Linked DNA regions of Sus scrofa: region 2 is linked to region 1. Evidence: chromatin contacts called from public promoter capture Hi-C data. All regions are on one chromosome and are shown on one strand. The core of a region is the stretch at or near the end of the contact, and the rest is flanking DNA. Distances in the headings are between cores, read along the strand shown. Region 1 holds the start of LOC100626015 (nodal modulator 1). Region 2 holds the start of PARN (poly(A)-specific ribonuclease PARN).

Region 1 (4,565 bases), core at 1,284-3,783:
CAGCTGGTTTGCCGAAGAAACCAGAGAGGCGGTTTTTAATGTGAAATCTCCTGACTATTAAAGTATCAGCAATGAATATAGTTTTCTTTTTTAGGGATTTCTGTCTGCTCTCTTCACCGACATGCTATACCCCAACCGGGCATATGCACAGGCAGGGGCTCACTCAGTTACTGACTAAACAAACGTGAAGGAAAAACACCCAGAAGGGAAGCAAGCTGGAGAAGAAAAAAAATCAAGCGTCACTACACCACAGAAAATACAATCAAGAAATACCTAATATGCACTGCTCTCATAACGCACAGCTCAGGACCCAGGATGGCAACATATATCACATCTGTGCACAGCCTGAGTTCATAATCAGAAATTAAGAACGAATGAGTGGGAGTTCCCATTGTGGCTCAGAGGTAACAAATCCAACGAGTATCCTGGAGGACGTGGGTTGGATCCCTGGCTCATTCATGGGTTAAGGATCTGGTGTTGCCGTGAGCTATGATGTAGGTCAAAGATGCGGCTCAGATCCTGAGTTGCTGTGGCTGTGGTGTAGGCTGGCAGCCACAGCTCCGATTTGACCCCTAGCCTGGGAACTTCCATATGCCACGGGTGGAGCCCTAAAAAAAAAGAAAAAGAATTATGAGTGTTCCAGACCATCTGGACAGGCAGCCCTAGGGCTCAAGGAACACATTTCCTACTAGGTCACAAAACCTGCCTTCTGCTCTCAAGGTCACTACTAGTGTTTGGGCTGGGAGTACCCCAGCTGCCTTCACTTTCCTCCTGTGCCCCAGGAAACTACAAGTTGCAAAACCTTTCTAGGCAGCTTCTGAAATACCCTATGCCCACAATCCAGGACATGGCAATGGGCATCCGGGAGCCCTGCCACTGCCAGTGGGTAGACTCATTAAACACCTGACTTCTTAAGACCAAAAACAGTGGAGAAGCCACAGATAAAAGGGCTTGAAGGTGATGACTGACTAACTTCTTTGGGAAATATATGATGCTAGATTCTGCTGCCTCTCTCCCAACACCATGGTATAGGAACAAAAAATGGGACTGGGGGCAAGGCCAAGTCAAAGAGCTAGAGGGGTGTGGGATCTACTTCCTACCCCTCCCCCGGCCCTCAGTCACCTGCTTGGTAGAACACACTGGTCCGACCCTTCCCCACAGCACCGGGGCAGCTCAATGTGCTTTCAGAGAGCGGGCCTCTTCGGTCTTAAACCCCACTCCCTTCTCTTGGGCATCTCCTGGCCTCTTCCTTTTTTCTTTCTCAAATTCCCTTCTTCTGCCCCAGGTTCAGGCCCCTCCTGAAACAGAAGCCAGCCCTCCTTCAGGTCCCTTCTCATCTGCCTCCATCTATTCCCTTCCTCTTCACAAAGCTTTCTGGGTTCTAATTCCACTGGGCTAATAATCATGGAGCTTTTCAACCTAATAAATAGACTTTGACACAAATCTCTAGTGTGATTTCCATAACTGCTCAGTAAGGAAATGAGGGCAGCTGACAACTCTCCATTTTCAGAGGAAAACAGATCCCACGGGGGAAACTAAAGAGATTAAAAACACAGTTTCTCAGCCCAGAGATGCAGATAGAGACCTACTGGGTCATGATCTCTGGGATGGGAATCCATGCGCTTTAAAAGCTTCCCAGGGGGTTGGAACTTTGGCAGGACTGTGTTGTGGGGATAAGACTCTAGGCTCTGGAATATAGGTTTCAGGAAATCCGAATCTCAGGGAGTCTGGGTTCAGGGGGGTTAAGGGTCTGGGGTATAGGTTCTAGGGGATCTGGAGTCTGGGCTCCGAGGAGATCTGGGTCTTGCTGAGACTGGATTTTAAGAGATCTGGGGCCTGGATTCTGGGGATCTGGAGTTCGGGTGTTGAGAATCTAGGGTCTTGATTTCGAGGCTGCTTTAGTTTTGCGTGACCTGATACAAGTTATGAACCACCATCATCTTCATCAAAAATGTCCCTCAAACCCACGCGCACAGACCTTCAGGGCTTCGCCCCCGCCCCCACTCTGGAGCGGATCTCAAGATAAGAACCTCCACTTTAGCGCGAAAGGAGAGAAGATAGTGAAGAACCTTGGAAAGAGGCGCATCTAAAGAAAGAACTCAGAATGGGGGGCTGGTAGCAACCGCCTGGCCTCAGAGGCGAGGCCACCGCAGCTCAGAGAGGTTAAGCGATTGGCCCCGGGTCACACAGCGAGCTCCGGGCCACGGCGCGGGCGCTCACCTCGATGAGCGAGTAGTTGATTTCCACGTCCGACTTGACGAAGCCCCCGCAGCCCACCACGATGTCCTCGGAGCCGCGCGCCGGCCCCACGCAGCTCAGCAGCACCATCACGGTGGCGGCCACCACCACCGGCCCAGGCGGCCGCACGCCCCGGCAACCCCCCATAGCCCGGCAGATCCACCGCAGGCCTCGCGGTCCCGCCCCTTACAACGCACGCTGCCCACCGCTTCCTCCTCCGCGGACTCCTGACAGCCCAGTACCCGCCCCGCCACCGCCGCGCGTGCGCAATCCGATCCCACGCCCACGCCCCCAGGAAAGAGAACTACAGCGCATGCTCCGCAACAAAAGGCGATCATTTGTGCCCTCTGAAGGCTGGAGGACTCCGCGCGTTGTCTGGCAGGTGCAATCGCAAGGTGTGTGTGCAGGCATAAAGTACAAAGTTGAATCCTACTTTGGAATTCAGTAGCACTGAAACTAGAAAGAATAAGAGACTGTTAACCAAAGTATCCAACAAGTTTCCTAAATCCTTTTGGCCCATAAATTTCCAAGCGATGTATCATCTCAAACCCCTTTTAGGAATTTGTGTAAATTGGTACATTTTTCCATGATAAATGACCGACTAGGATGGGTTTTTTTTTTAAGAAAAACAAAGATCATTTAAGTTCAGCATACTATTTTAAAAGGTACTTAAATTTTATTTAATCTCAGTTCTAGTAACATTTGTATAGATACAAATTTTGAGGGCCCCCCCCGGGGGGGGTGCATGCAATTTGAATTACTCTGAATTAGCTGATACACGACTTGTCTGAAAATAAGTTCAAAAATCAGCATGTTGTTTTTTTGTCCCAAGACTGAATGTATACCATAATGTAGATGAATTAAACCGTAAGTCACCACATCAAAAGATCAAAAAAAAAATGCTCTCCTGACCTTTGAAATTTGAAATTCTTCCATTTCAACTCCTTAAAAAAAAGAAAATGTTTTATTTTGATAGTTCTTATACTTTGTTTCTAAAGGATGAGGTAAGAGAGAAGATTTCTCACTGGAATTTGCCATTGTGGCCAAGAGTTAAGCAACATACAACAGTGAATCACAATGATTTTAAACTACACAATGGTCAAAACCTTCACAGCGGCTACATGGCATGAAACATCTACTGAGAATCTCAACCATGAGCACATCTGCTTTCTGTTTCTCACTCTGTATTCTCACTCCAAACACAGTGAGACTCAACTGTTCAATCATAAAGAGAAGCCTTTAAATAATTGTTTTAGGAGTTCCTGTTGTGGCTCAGCGGGTCGGGAACCCGACATAGTGTCCACGAGGGTGCAGGTCTGATCCTTGGCCTTGCTCAGTGGGTTGGGGATCCAGCATTGCACTGTAGGTCACAGATGCTGCTTGGATCTGACGTTGCTGTGGCTGTGGTATAGACCTCAGCTGTGGCTTCAATTCGACCCCTAGCTGGGAACTTCTATATGCCACAGGTGTGGCCATAAAAAAAATAGTAATAATTGTTCTATTTTTTGAGGTTCATTACTTATAATTACAATTAATACAGATCCCCTTTATCTAACATAAATCCCTGGTTTGTCTTAGCAAGTCATCAGGGAGTTGAAAGCCATCAATTAGAAAATGTTGGCATATGGAATCGTCTTATCTTACGGAATGGGCAAATGAGGCCGAGAGAGGGAAAGAAACTTGCCTAGGGCTCTGCACGCAGCCATGTACTATTCAGAGAGCTGGACAGTAGGCTTTAGGATGCCTGAGTTCTGTTCCTGGCTCACCTGATTTCCTCTGTGTTCTTCCTGCCTTCCTGACCATTCCCCCTCAAACTTTCGCCATTCCCCTCAAGTTTGTCTTTTTTTTTTTTTTTTTTTTTTTTTTTTTTTTTTTTTTTGTCTTTTTACGGCCCTATGCATGGCATATGGAGGTTCCCAGGCTAGGGGTCAAATCAGAGCTGTAGCTGCCAGCCTACGCCACAGTCACAGGAACGCGGGATCTGAGCCGAGCCTGTGACCTAAACCACAGACCCTTAACCCACTGAGCAAGGCCAGGGATCAAATCTGCATCCTCGTGGATGCTAGTCAGATTCGTTTCTGCTGAGCCACAACAGGAGCTCCTCAAGCTCCTGATGTTTACAAAGGAATAAACATCAGGACCATGGCAGTGCTGATTGGAGTGAGGGTTGTAGGAAGAGGGGGCTCAAGCCTCCCCATAATTTCCATCAGCCGCCACCAAAACCACCTCAAAGAAGCGGACGCTATCGGAATGTAAACAGCAGACCTGCCACACTCAGCTTCAAGACAAATCCTTGGACATTTTGTGTCCCTGCTCTTCCAGAAGAT
Region 2 (4,565 bases), core at 821-3,320, 360 kb after region 1:
AAAATTTTGAGCAGTCCTGGGAGTTCCTGTTGTGGCTCAGTTGAACTGAATCTGACTAGTATCCATGAGGACACGGGTTCGATCCCTGGCCTCTCTCAGTGAGTGGTTCGAGGATCCAGTGTTTCTGTGAGCTGTGGTGAAGGTCACAGACATGGTTTGGATTCCATGTGCCTGTGGCTGTGGCATAGGTTGGCAGTTGCAGCTCTGATTTGACCCCTAGCCTGGGAACTTCCATATGCCACAGGTACGGCCCTAAAAAGAAAAAAAAAAAATTTAGGAGTTCCCACTGTGATTCAATTGGATTGTTGGTGTTTGGGAGCAGGTTCCATCCCCAGCCTGGCAGTGGGTTAAATATCTGGCATTGTTGCAGCTGCAGCTTAGATCACAACTATGGCTTAGATTTGATCCCTGGCCCAGGAACTCCACATGCTGTGGGGTGACCGAAAAAGAAAAAATTAATTAATTTACAACATTGTGTTAATTTCTGTTGTATAGCAAAGTGACTCAGCTATACATATATATCTATATTCTTTTTCATATTCTTTTCCGTTACGGTTTATCACAGGCTCTTGAATATAGTTCCCTGTGTTATACAGTAGGACTGTGTCTATCCATCCTATATATAATAGTTTGCCTCTTTGAATCCCAAAATCCCACTCCTACCCTCCCCCACACTCCCTCCCCCTTGGCAACCACAAATCTGTTCTCTGTATCTGTTAAGTCTATTCTTGTGTTGTAGATATTTAACTTGTGTTATATGAGATTCCACATTGTATGTGGATGTGATATCATATGGTATTTGTCTTCCTCTTTCTGACTTACTTTGCTTAGTATGATAATCTCTAGGTCCATCCATATTGCTGCAGATGGCATTATTTCATTCTTTTTCTTTTTTTTCTTTTAGCAGTGGAGTAGTATTTCATTGCATCTCCATCCCACGTCTTCTTTATCCATTCATCCGTGGATGGACATTCAGGTTGTTTCCATGTCTTGGCTATTGTAAGGAGTGCTGCAGTGCAATAGTGTCTTTTTGAATTACAGTTTTGTCTGGGTATGTGTTCAGGATTTCTGGGTCATATGGCAACTCTGTTTTTAGTATTTTGAGGAATCTCCATACTGTTTTTCAGTGGCTGCACCAATTTACAGTCCCAGCAACAGTGTAGGCGTGTTCCCTTTTTTCCACATCCAAGAGAAACATTTCAAGTTTGAGGCTAGACTATTTGTCATATTGTTTTTTCACCTTCCCATTCCATCTGAACTCTCTAATTCATTTACTCTCTGCTGTTCATAGTCAGAATAGTGCGGGTAATTAACTATACACAAATTTCCTTTGGTGAGGAGAGGAAGATCGACTTGTGTCACCTGGTGGGGAAAACATGGCCAGAGTCTTGTTCTTTAGGATACTTAATATGTCCTTTTGGAGGAAAACGGTTCTCTTCAAAAAGCACAAGTGGTTCATACTCATTCTTTCTCTCAAATGTAAGGTGTGAATGCAGGAATTGTGACAGCAAGTCACAACCCTAATCGTATCTTACCTCTGTCTATTTAGTGCTTTACACTTCACATACATTATCACCACTGATCCTTGACCCTTTTTAGAGGATGAAGAAATCGAGGATGAGTAAGGCTGAATAGCTCCAGATGTAATAAATGGGAGAACTAAACTTTGAAAGGTCTAACCGACTTTATGATGAAGTAAGCTTTTGCGAAAGGCCAAGATGAAGTCATCCCCTCCACCTATGTTTACTGAACACCTACACGTGTCAGCAGTGTTGTAGGCTCTGGGAAACAACGGCAAACCTCAAACCCACATAAAACTCCGTTAGGCAAGACCTCATCTGTTTTGCTAGCCGTAGTATTCCCGGGGCTAGTGCAGTCAGTACAGGTCTCAGCTTTGCTTTCCGCGTCACCTCTGTACGTGACTTTGCAGCACCCTTTTTCTCTTCACAGGGATCTTCGTGTTTCCAAGCGGCAAGTTTGAGTCCTGCCTGACTTTCCCTTCTTCCCGCAAGTTAAATTGGGTGGGGACCTTGTCTTTTCCATTCATTACAGTATTCCCACTCCTTTCAGGGTGCCGCGCATAAAACAGGACTGCGGAAATATCTGCTCATCAACTGGATGTCAGGTCAACCACTCTGCCAAAGGGAATGGTCCAAGTCCGGTCCTCACAAGTAGACGGCACCTTGGATGACCGCGATGGCCACGCCCCTCCTGTGTCCCGGGTGCGAAGGAAAGGAACCCAGCCTTGGCCCCGCCCCCGCCATGACGCAGACGCACGTGACGCGCGCCGGCGCGCGCTGTTTCCGGAAGTCGCCCCCGCGGTCTCCGCCGCAGCTGCCTGCGCTGTCGCAGCGGAACTCTGCGAGTGGAACGGCCAAGGCGGGCCGGGGAGGGGCGAGGGTCTGGCCACTCTGCAGAATGGAGATAATCAGGAGCAGTGCGTGTCCGCTGCGCACCTCCCCGAGGGTCCCCGCGGGCTCCCTTACTCGCCCTGCTAGGCCGGACCACGGCCGCTGTGCTTGGCGGGGCCTGGGGCAGAGGCAGCCCCTCAGGGGTTTGCTCTCCTTTTGCGCCTCTTGGGGCCTTGTTCCTCTCTGGCCCTTGCATCGCTAACGGCTTTGTTGTCCTCCTTTCCCGGGCACCCCTATCCCCCAGGGCCTTGTCCCTCTCAGGCTCGTGCACCCCTCGGGGCTTATTTCCTTCCGGTCTGTGCACCCCTTAAGGACTTGTCCTCCAGCCCGAGGAGCCTTAGGAGCTCCTGGGCCTTCCTTTCCTCCTACTCAAAGTAGCCCGTGGGCAGGAAGCCAGGCCACCGGTTCTGAGCCTCTTCTTGGTTTCTCCGCAGATTTTAAGAGTAACCTCCACAAAGTGTACCAGGCCATAGAGGAGGCGGACTTCTTCGCCATCGATGGGGAGTTTTCAGGTATCCCTTGCTTGCAAGCTTGAGGCTGGCACCTTGCAGTGCAGAGCCAAGCCTCCTTCTGCCCTCCCTGCCCCTGACTTCTGTCTGCTGGCCGCTCCTCCCTCTTTGTAGCCTTGGGCAAGTCGCATGAGTCTCCACGTTTCCTCTTGAACGTTTCTTAAGCACGGAAGACGTGCAGTGGAGTTGGTGATTGGTTTTGTGATTGTTGGAGCGCTAAGGGTTGCAGATAGAGATTATGGTTTTGGTGCAGTTTAGAAACAGTTGGACCTGTGCTTGGGGCAGAGTTTGAGGATTAGGATCAGTGTGTGTGTGGGTGGTGAAATACACATAACATAAAATGCATCGTTTTCACCATTTTTAAGTGGTTTTACAGCTCATTGGCATTAAGTGATTCACATTGTTGTGCATTCATCTCTACTTCATCTCCAGAACTTTTTCATCTTCCAGAACTGAAACACTCTACCCATTAAACAATACTTCCCAATTCCTCCCTCCCCTCTGCCTCTGGTAACCACTGTTTCTGTCTCTCTGAATTTGACTGCTCTAGGTGTTTCCTGTAAGTGGAATCATACAATATTTGTCCTTTGTGACTGACTTTAGGGTCAGACTTATGCAGATGAATTGAGGGTGTTCCTCTAGGCATTAGTGGGAGTGTTCATTGCCTGCCTTGTCACAGGTGTACATGTGTTCTAATACTTTACTAACGGTTATAATTGCAGGGGTTTTTTCTTTTTCTTTTTTTTGCATCAAAGACTTTTTTTTTTATTATTTTAGTTTTTTTTTTTAATCTTTTGCTATTTCTTTGGGGCCGCTCCCACGGCGAATGGAGGTTCCCAGGCTAGAGGTCTAATCGGAGATGTAGCCACCGGCCTACGCCAGAGCCACAGCACGTGGGATCCGAGCTGCGTCTGCAACCTACACCACAGCTCCCGGCAGTGCTGGAACCTTGACCCACTGAGCAAGGGCAGGGGTCGAACCCGCAACCTCATGGTTCCTAGTCGGATTTGTTAACCACTGCGCCAGGACGGGAACTCCTCAAAGACTAATTTTAAAATCCTAGCAGTTGGGGAGTTCTCTCATGGCACAGCAGGTTAGATCCAGCTCTTGTCACTGTAGCGGCTTGGGTCGCTGCTGTGACTCGGATTCCATCCCTGGCCTGGGAACTTCTGCATTTTTTTGGCGAGGCCAAAAAATAAAAAAAATTGTTGAAGTCAAGGAGTTTTCTGCTGTGACTTGAATTTCATCCTGGCTCAGGAACTTACGCATTTTTTGGCAAGGCCAAAAAAATGTAAAAAATTATTGAAGTAAGGGAGTTCTCTTCATGGCTCAGCAGTGAATGAACCCGACTAGGATCCATGAGGATGAGGGTTCAATCCCGGGCCTTGCTTAGTGGGTTAAGGAGCCCCCGTTGCCACGAACTGTGGTGTAGGTCACAGACGTGGCTTGGATCCCACATTGCTGTGACTGTGGTGTAGGCCAGCAGCTGTAGCTCTGATTCAACCCCTAGCCTGGGAACTTCCATATGCTGAGGGTGCAGCCCTAAAAAACAAACAAACAAACAAAAATAATAAAAAAGTAAAAATTATTTAAGTCATTACAAACAGTGGGCTTCTTTGGTATAGATACCCACTTTTGCTACTAG

What was found. Promoter capture Hi-C pulls out the DNA fragments that hold promoters and counts their contacts.
Region 2: a promoter capture Hi-C map of liver shows a contact between it and region 1, with 2.6 times the contacts expected there. The contact joins the promoter of PARN here to the promoter of LOC100626015 in region 1. A contact is called at or near these places in 1 of 5 promoter capture datasets (liver) and 1 of 47 Hi-C or Micro-C datasets (heart right ventricle).

The regions. Positions count from the first base shown.
Region 1 is chr3:28,255,528-28,260,092 of Sscrofa11.1, forward strand. It overlaps LOC100626015 (nodal modulator 1), which reads right to left and starts at 2,534. Exons shown (of 31, transcript XM_021086558.1): 1 at 2,221-2,534. The coding sequence starts at 2,385.
Region 2 is chr3:28,614,738-28,619,302 of Sscrofa11.1, forward strand. It overlaps PARN (poly(A)-specific ribonuclease PARN), which reads left to right and starts at 2,071. Exons shown (of 24, transcript XM_021086564.1): 1 at 2,071-2,222; 2 at 2,846-2,923.